Linked DNA regions of Mus musculus: region 2 is linked to region 1. A link is a contact called in public Hi-C data. All regions are on one chromosome and are shown on one strand. The core of a region is the stretch at or near the end of the contact, and the rest is flanking DNA. Distances in the headings are between cores, read along the strand shown.

Region 1 (2,981 bases), core at 337-2,836:
TTAGTTACAGAGCGTCATCACTCTGTGCCAGACAGGAGTCAATCATTCCTAAAACAACTGCTGAGGTAAAGACATTGTTACCCTCAGTTCTAGGTGAGAAAACAACAACAACAACAACAACAACAACACCCCACAGAGATGTTAAAAGTAAAACCTAGACTTTCCCACTGTGTATAAATAAAAAGTATCATAAATTGGACTCATCTGCCTTGGGGGCCGTCCTTCCAAGCAAGCTGCCAACAGGATCAGGATGAACGCATATAGAACTGAACATGTTCTTGTAGTTGTAGTAAAAAGAGAAGCAGGTGAAAATTCTTTGGTGGGAGTGATGTTTGAGAGAAAATTCATTTTAATAACACGTTTGCTCCCTCCGAGTATCTCGAAGATATCTTTTAAACAGATAGTCAGTATACAATTTTTTCATTTCACTTTGGTTTTCTCATGAGAACTTTCCAAATTTATGTGTATTTTTAAACCTACAGAATGTTTCTATTCAAATACTAGATTTGCATCAGAAATACTTGATCTGTATTTATATTTCACATAATTTATAGCTGAAAAAGTATTCACATACCTGATTTATTCCAAACATCCTAAAACTTAAAAAAGCATTTCCAATATCCTGGTTAAGTACCAAAAATAATTTTCTCTGTTTATATATACATCCATAATTTCCAGCCTGGTTTCTTTTAGAGCTGACTTTAAATCCCATTGATTTTAAGCCTGTCTGATTTGTTAACTTTGTGTAAGTCTGTGCTAGTGTTCATTTATTGATCTGTGAGATTAGCACACAAAATGGTGGGTGTCCTCACGGCATCTTCTGCTCACACATCTCACCATGCTTAGTTTTAATTTTTTCCCTCCCATGCTGACCTTTCTTGGTCCCCTCCCTCCTCTGTCTTGTTCTTTTTCTTCCCCCAGGTGGGTACCCCTCTCCTTTCTTTCATTCTCTCTATTAAGATCTCTAATAATCTCCATTAAGATCTTACCTTCCTTAAGATCTCTTCATCCTCTCTCATGATTACCTCCCTAGTTTTACAGCCAACACACACACACACACACACACACACACACTGAGCACTGGCAGAGAGCACAGATAACTGTCTTCTATTTCTGCATTCCACAAGATGATGAGTCATATCACGTGTACACCTTTAGGATAACTTTAAGAACTACGCCCGCCCACGAGCTCACTCAGCAAGCTGAGCGCAAGCATCTTTTCAATATGTATCATTTCCATGGAATGAAGAGCCAGGTGTTGGTGGTGCTCGCCTGTAATCCCAGCAGCAGCCTGGAAATAAAGGCAGGTGGATTTCTGTGAATTTGAGCCAGCCTGACGTCATAGTGAGACCCAGTCTCAGAAAAGTAAAAAGAGGAGCAAATGGACAGACGAAGGATGAGCCCCTTGTTTAGAAGCTGCAACAGTTCAGCCAGGGGAGGTGAGGCAAAGCCAGAGGCAGGAGGGCAACTGGACGCCAGCAGGGTTATATAAATTTAGCTTCTTGAAAAACTGGAAGCAACCCTGTCTCAAAAGGGTCAGGGGCATAGAGCACTTGCCTGGGATGTGAAAGGTCCTGGCCTGAGCACTGAAGCCAAACAAGCAAGCAAGCAAACATCACAGGCAACGGCAGCCCTTGATCTACTTTTGCCAGGCACCCTTCACTGTGACAGAAGTTATGCCTGGTCTCTCTAGCAGAGATCTTTGACAAATGTAACATTTGCAAATGTCTATACCAATGAAAGTAACATTCAGCTACGGAACAACAATACTTAAAAAGAAAGTGAGTTTGAAAATCCTGTGGAATGAGGTTATCCAAAGTATCAGTTGGTTGTGTTTCTTCTATCACATGACTTTCTCTGTCCCTGAAGAAAGTCCTGAACACCTGGATTTGAATCGATTGGATTTTGGCATTGTCAGGAAGACTTTGGAACAAGACAATTATTGCTTAATTGAGGAACTTCCAGGTCTTCCCCTCCACCTTTGTTGAGGAATGACTGACAAAAGCTGTCCATATTTAAGATGCAGACATCTGATAAAAGCTGTGACAAAATTACCAAATGAAGACAGGTATTTCACAACCATCTCTGCAGGTACCCTTTACTGGGTAGTCTGAATGCTTAAGATCTAATTACTATACATTATCACTAATTGATACATTGTTATTTTTTTCTGGGCTGGGGACTGGCCAGGCTTTGTCTTGCTAATTAAGCATGTCCCCGCTGAGGACCCCCCCCCCCCCCCCAGCCCTAGGATCATTAATTTAACCGTGGCGCTCAGATCTCCACACTGTAAATTAGGGCTTACATCTAAAAGGCAGTGGCTTCAGTCAGCAGGTGAGAGTCTCCACTTCCTTTACTCCCTGCCCTTAGTGACTACCCTGCTCTTTAACTCCTTGAATGCCACACGTGAGACAAGGGTGCAGCATTTGTCCTAGTGTGTCTAGCATGATGTCCCCCAAGTTTATCCATGTTGCAGGGAATGTATTTCCTTCTTTATAAGGCCAAATCATATAGATCACCTATGTAGCTCACATTTTCTTTATCCATTCATCCACCAGCATGGGCTGTTTCTGTAATTTGGCTATTGTCCCCTGTGCTGGAGAGAGCAGAGTGTAAGGATCGTTTCAAGGTACTGATTTCATCTCCTTTGGATCGATATCCAGAAGTGGAATTGTTGGACCATATGGTAGCTCTGTTTTCAACTTTTTTTTTTTTTTTCAGGAACTTCCAAACTGCTTCCCCTAAAGGCTGTGTTGAGCTTATACTAGTTGTAAAATGTCTCTCAGATCTTCCCCTTATTTTCTCCAGCAGAATTTCTAAGATGGAGATGGTAATGTTCTTGGCCACCCCTCCATCTAAAAGTGGTTCTCTTTTGGGTGTGGGAATTCAAATCATCTTATTGGTAGCAGCTAACATTATGAACCCGGTCCTGGTTAAGAATTACTTAAAAATATTTATTGAACATTTACTTCTAATTTCAG
Region 2 (2,958 bases), core at 85-2,584, 80 kb before region 1:
GTCCCTAGCACCACATAAACTAGGCACGGTGCACACACCCATAGTCCAGGACTTACATGTAATATAAGAACAGTGAGGCAGAATCAGGAGTTCAAGGACAGCCTGAGACCCTCTCTCAAAAAAATTTTTTTCTGAATAACAACTTTTTTTTTTTTTACATTTAGTTATTTTATGTGGATGTGGGTATGTGGGCCACAGCACTCATGTGGCCAAAGAACAACTCGCAAGAGTCCATTCTGTTTCTCCCATGTGGGTTCTGGGGATTGATCTCAGAACATCAGGTTGGCAGCAAGCCCCCTTCTTGGCTGAGCCATGCTACGGCCCTTGCTGTAGTTTCAATAATAAAGCCCTATCCATTCTGTGTAGTTCTAGTGCCTGGAGAGAGATTACTACATTCTGGGGACCCTCCAAATCCAAGGAATGTCATTATGTCTACCCAGTGTTCATGTCTCCAGAGAATACACATTTCAGTTCCAAGAAACCGCACCAAATAAACACCGTTGTAAACACAGCCACAAAGGAACGGAAGCAAACCAAACCACCCTAAGGGAGGCCTGAGTCCTCACAGCGGGTCAAGAGCATTTCTAAACAAACACAAAAGGAATCAATCGCACCTGCTCCAGAGCCTGCCAAAAGAATAGAAAGCAAATCCAAGAAAGTCAGACTGGCGCCCAGAGCACCCACTAGGGCCAAGCAGGAAGCTTGCTGAGGGAGGAGAGGCCAGATTAGCAGGTGTGTGTGGGGGCACCCCAACTGCATGCCCCATGGGAGGCACACTCAGGTGGGTTACATAATCGCCTGGCTTTTATTGAGTGATCACAAGCACAGGACATATCGGCCACTCGCTCCCTTCGGTTGCTAAGGGACAGGCTGGTAATCAAGTGTTAAGTTGTCCGTGTAGATGAGAAAAGGGTGTCAATACAGTCCTTGGAGCGAGGGCAGGGCGTTCAGAGGTTAGCAGCTGAGTATCTGCCCCATCCCTTCTGTTAAGCAGAAGGGCTCTGCAGCCATGGGGGGTTGGGGGGGGGAGGTTCAAGCTTTCTGAGTCATCTCAGACTTACTGAAAAATCTGTATTTTATGTTGATTTTTGACATCTGCATTAAAAATATTAGTTTTTTTTTTTAATGCACTTTGAATTCACACTTGGGATGGATCATCAAAGAAAATGCAAGTGCAGAAGAATCCAGGACCTCCTGGTGATTTATCACCCAAATTGCTGTCACTGGATCCCTGTTCTCCTGGGTCCCACAGGCAAAGTTTGGAACCCAGATCTCTGGGTCTGTGAAGTCAGTGTTCCCCTGAACTGTCTTCAACCTTTGAATCTGGGACAGTCCTCAAATGCTTTGTGTTAACTCCACCCCTTTGTCTTCTGTGCCATAACACCGAATGCCTTGCCACCCTAGGAATGTAGCCAAAAGGAGCCAGCGGCCTGCATTTGGGACTCAGAACAAATACCAGCAGTCACAGCATCCCACAGAGCTCTGGAGGTGCTGAGAAACCTGCACATAGACTTGTTGTCTGCTTTCTACTAGCAGAACAATGTTGGCCCAGGCAGAAGAGGATTCAGGGATATGAAGGCTAAGGTGTCTTGAATGTGGATCTAAGACAGACCTGATGGCTCCCAGAGTCTGAATCTTATTCCTGAATCTTCCTTCTTCAGCCTCAAGGCCCAGCACCACCATCCTGATCTCTGAACTCTGGTGTTGACCACAGGAAAACGCCTTTGCTTGTTCTTGGCAACCCTCCACCACACAAGGACAAAAATAGGTCAGTGCACCTCTCCCAAGCTCTTTGCTTTCACTGATGAGAAACAAACGCCCGTTTGGTTTACTTTCCCTTCCAACATTCAGGAAACCTCTCGACTGAGAGATTGGGGTTGGGGGTTAGTGAAGCCAAGAGTTTTAAGTTTTGAAACCTAAACCATTTGACAGGTCCCACAAAGTACTGAAAGCCAAGAGCTCTGTGGTCCAGTCAACACTCTTGCACATTGTGTCTTAGTCACTAAACATAGCTCAGCGTTTATTTATTCCGGTATCTTAGATGCAAACAGAGGAACAACAGCGAGGTAGGTTTGTGCGTCACGCAAGAGAGAACTCTCTAATGGAGCCTTCCATCCAGGGAAGAGAGAGCCCTTGGAAGTGGGAGATACTTCCCTTCTGATGATACTAACGAGCTCTTAGCTGTACTGTTAGTGTGAGTGTGGGGTGGGGTGACCTTTCTGCTATCTTTAAGCCCTTGACTCTGTGGCTCTGTGGTCTTTATCTCCATGAGCACTGAGGTCTGGGCTGGCTGGTTATGGTAAAGTGTGCTGACTCAGGAAAAGCAGATTCAAGATCACAGCTAGTCGGGTTGTGAGGAATACTTATGAGGTCCTGTGGCCACATGCAAATCCTAGAAATATTTCTGAATGTTTCCATCATGGAGAATCCAGGAAATCAGACTTCTCGTTGGAAACGCTGAAGCTTATGTTGGATCGTGTGCACACTCCTAAGTCTCCTCACTCAGAACTCTCCTGAGTTGGGTTGTTCCAATAAGCTGGGCATTTCAGAACTGTTTATTCTCCATCCTCAAGTAAATGTCATTTAGAATCTTAAACTGGAGGCATCTGAGACTGAGACTCTGCTGCCATGTCTGCTCTCTCCACACCCCTCCGTTCCATCCATACTCCTGTCTGCTACACACACACACACACACACACACACACACACACACACACACACCTCTATTCCATCAGTGACAGCCCTAGTCCTTGGGCCAAACCTTGAAGTCACATGTGACTTTCCCCTTCACAACTTATAGCCAAACTGCCAGAAATCCCTGTTGGCTCTACTATCAGTTTACACCCAGAATCTGTTTCCAGCTTCATGTTCTCCCAGGCTAGCCATCATTTTCTGTCACCAAGACTCTTGCCACAATCTTCCAAGCCACCTCTCAGTTTCCATCCTCCAGAGGAAGCA

Evidence for each region. A called contact is a pair of places that touch in the nucleus more often than the background predicts.
Region 2: a contact with region 1 is called in a Hi-C map of liver, with 2.2 times the contacts expected there. The contact joins two enhancer-like sites. A contact is called at or near these places in 1 of 15 datasets of contacts at CTCF or cohesin (the NIH/3T3 cell line), 7 of 484 Hi-C or Micro-C datasets (8-cell embryo, bone marrow-derived macrophages, granulocyte-monocyte progenitors and 2 more), 3 of 115 datasets of contacts at active chromatin or transcription factors (the HL-1 cell line, the HPC-7 cell line and liver) and 3 of 9 other capture datasets (adipose tissue, liver and pancreatic islet).

Annotation. Positions count from the first base shown.
Region 1 is chr1:191,412,771-191,415,751 of GRCm38.p6, reverse strand. No RefSeq gene overlaps it. Among named protein-coding and RNA genes, the nearest start is that of Gm32128, 6.3 kb to the left of the region's middle. Within about 2 kb of position 1,586, at least 14 of the 459 cell types and tissues checked have an H3K27ac peak or open chromatin away from gene starts, as enhancers often do. A contact at or near this core is called in adipose tissue and liver, where this site is marked.
Region 2 is chr1:191,492,982-191,495,939 of GRCm38.p6, reverse strand. No RefSeq gene overlaps it. Among named protein-coding and RNA genes, the nearest start is that of Gm32334, 7.1 kb to the right of the region's middle. Within about 2 kb of position 1,334, at least 55 of the 459 cell types and tissues checked have an H3K27ac peak or open chromatin away from gene starts, as enhancers often do. A contact at or near this core is called in adipose tissue and liver, where this site is marked.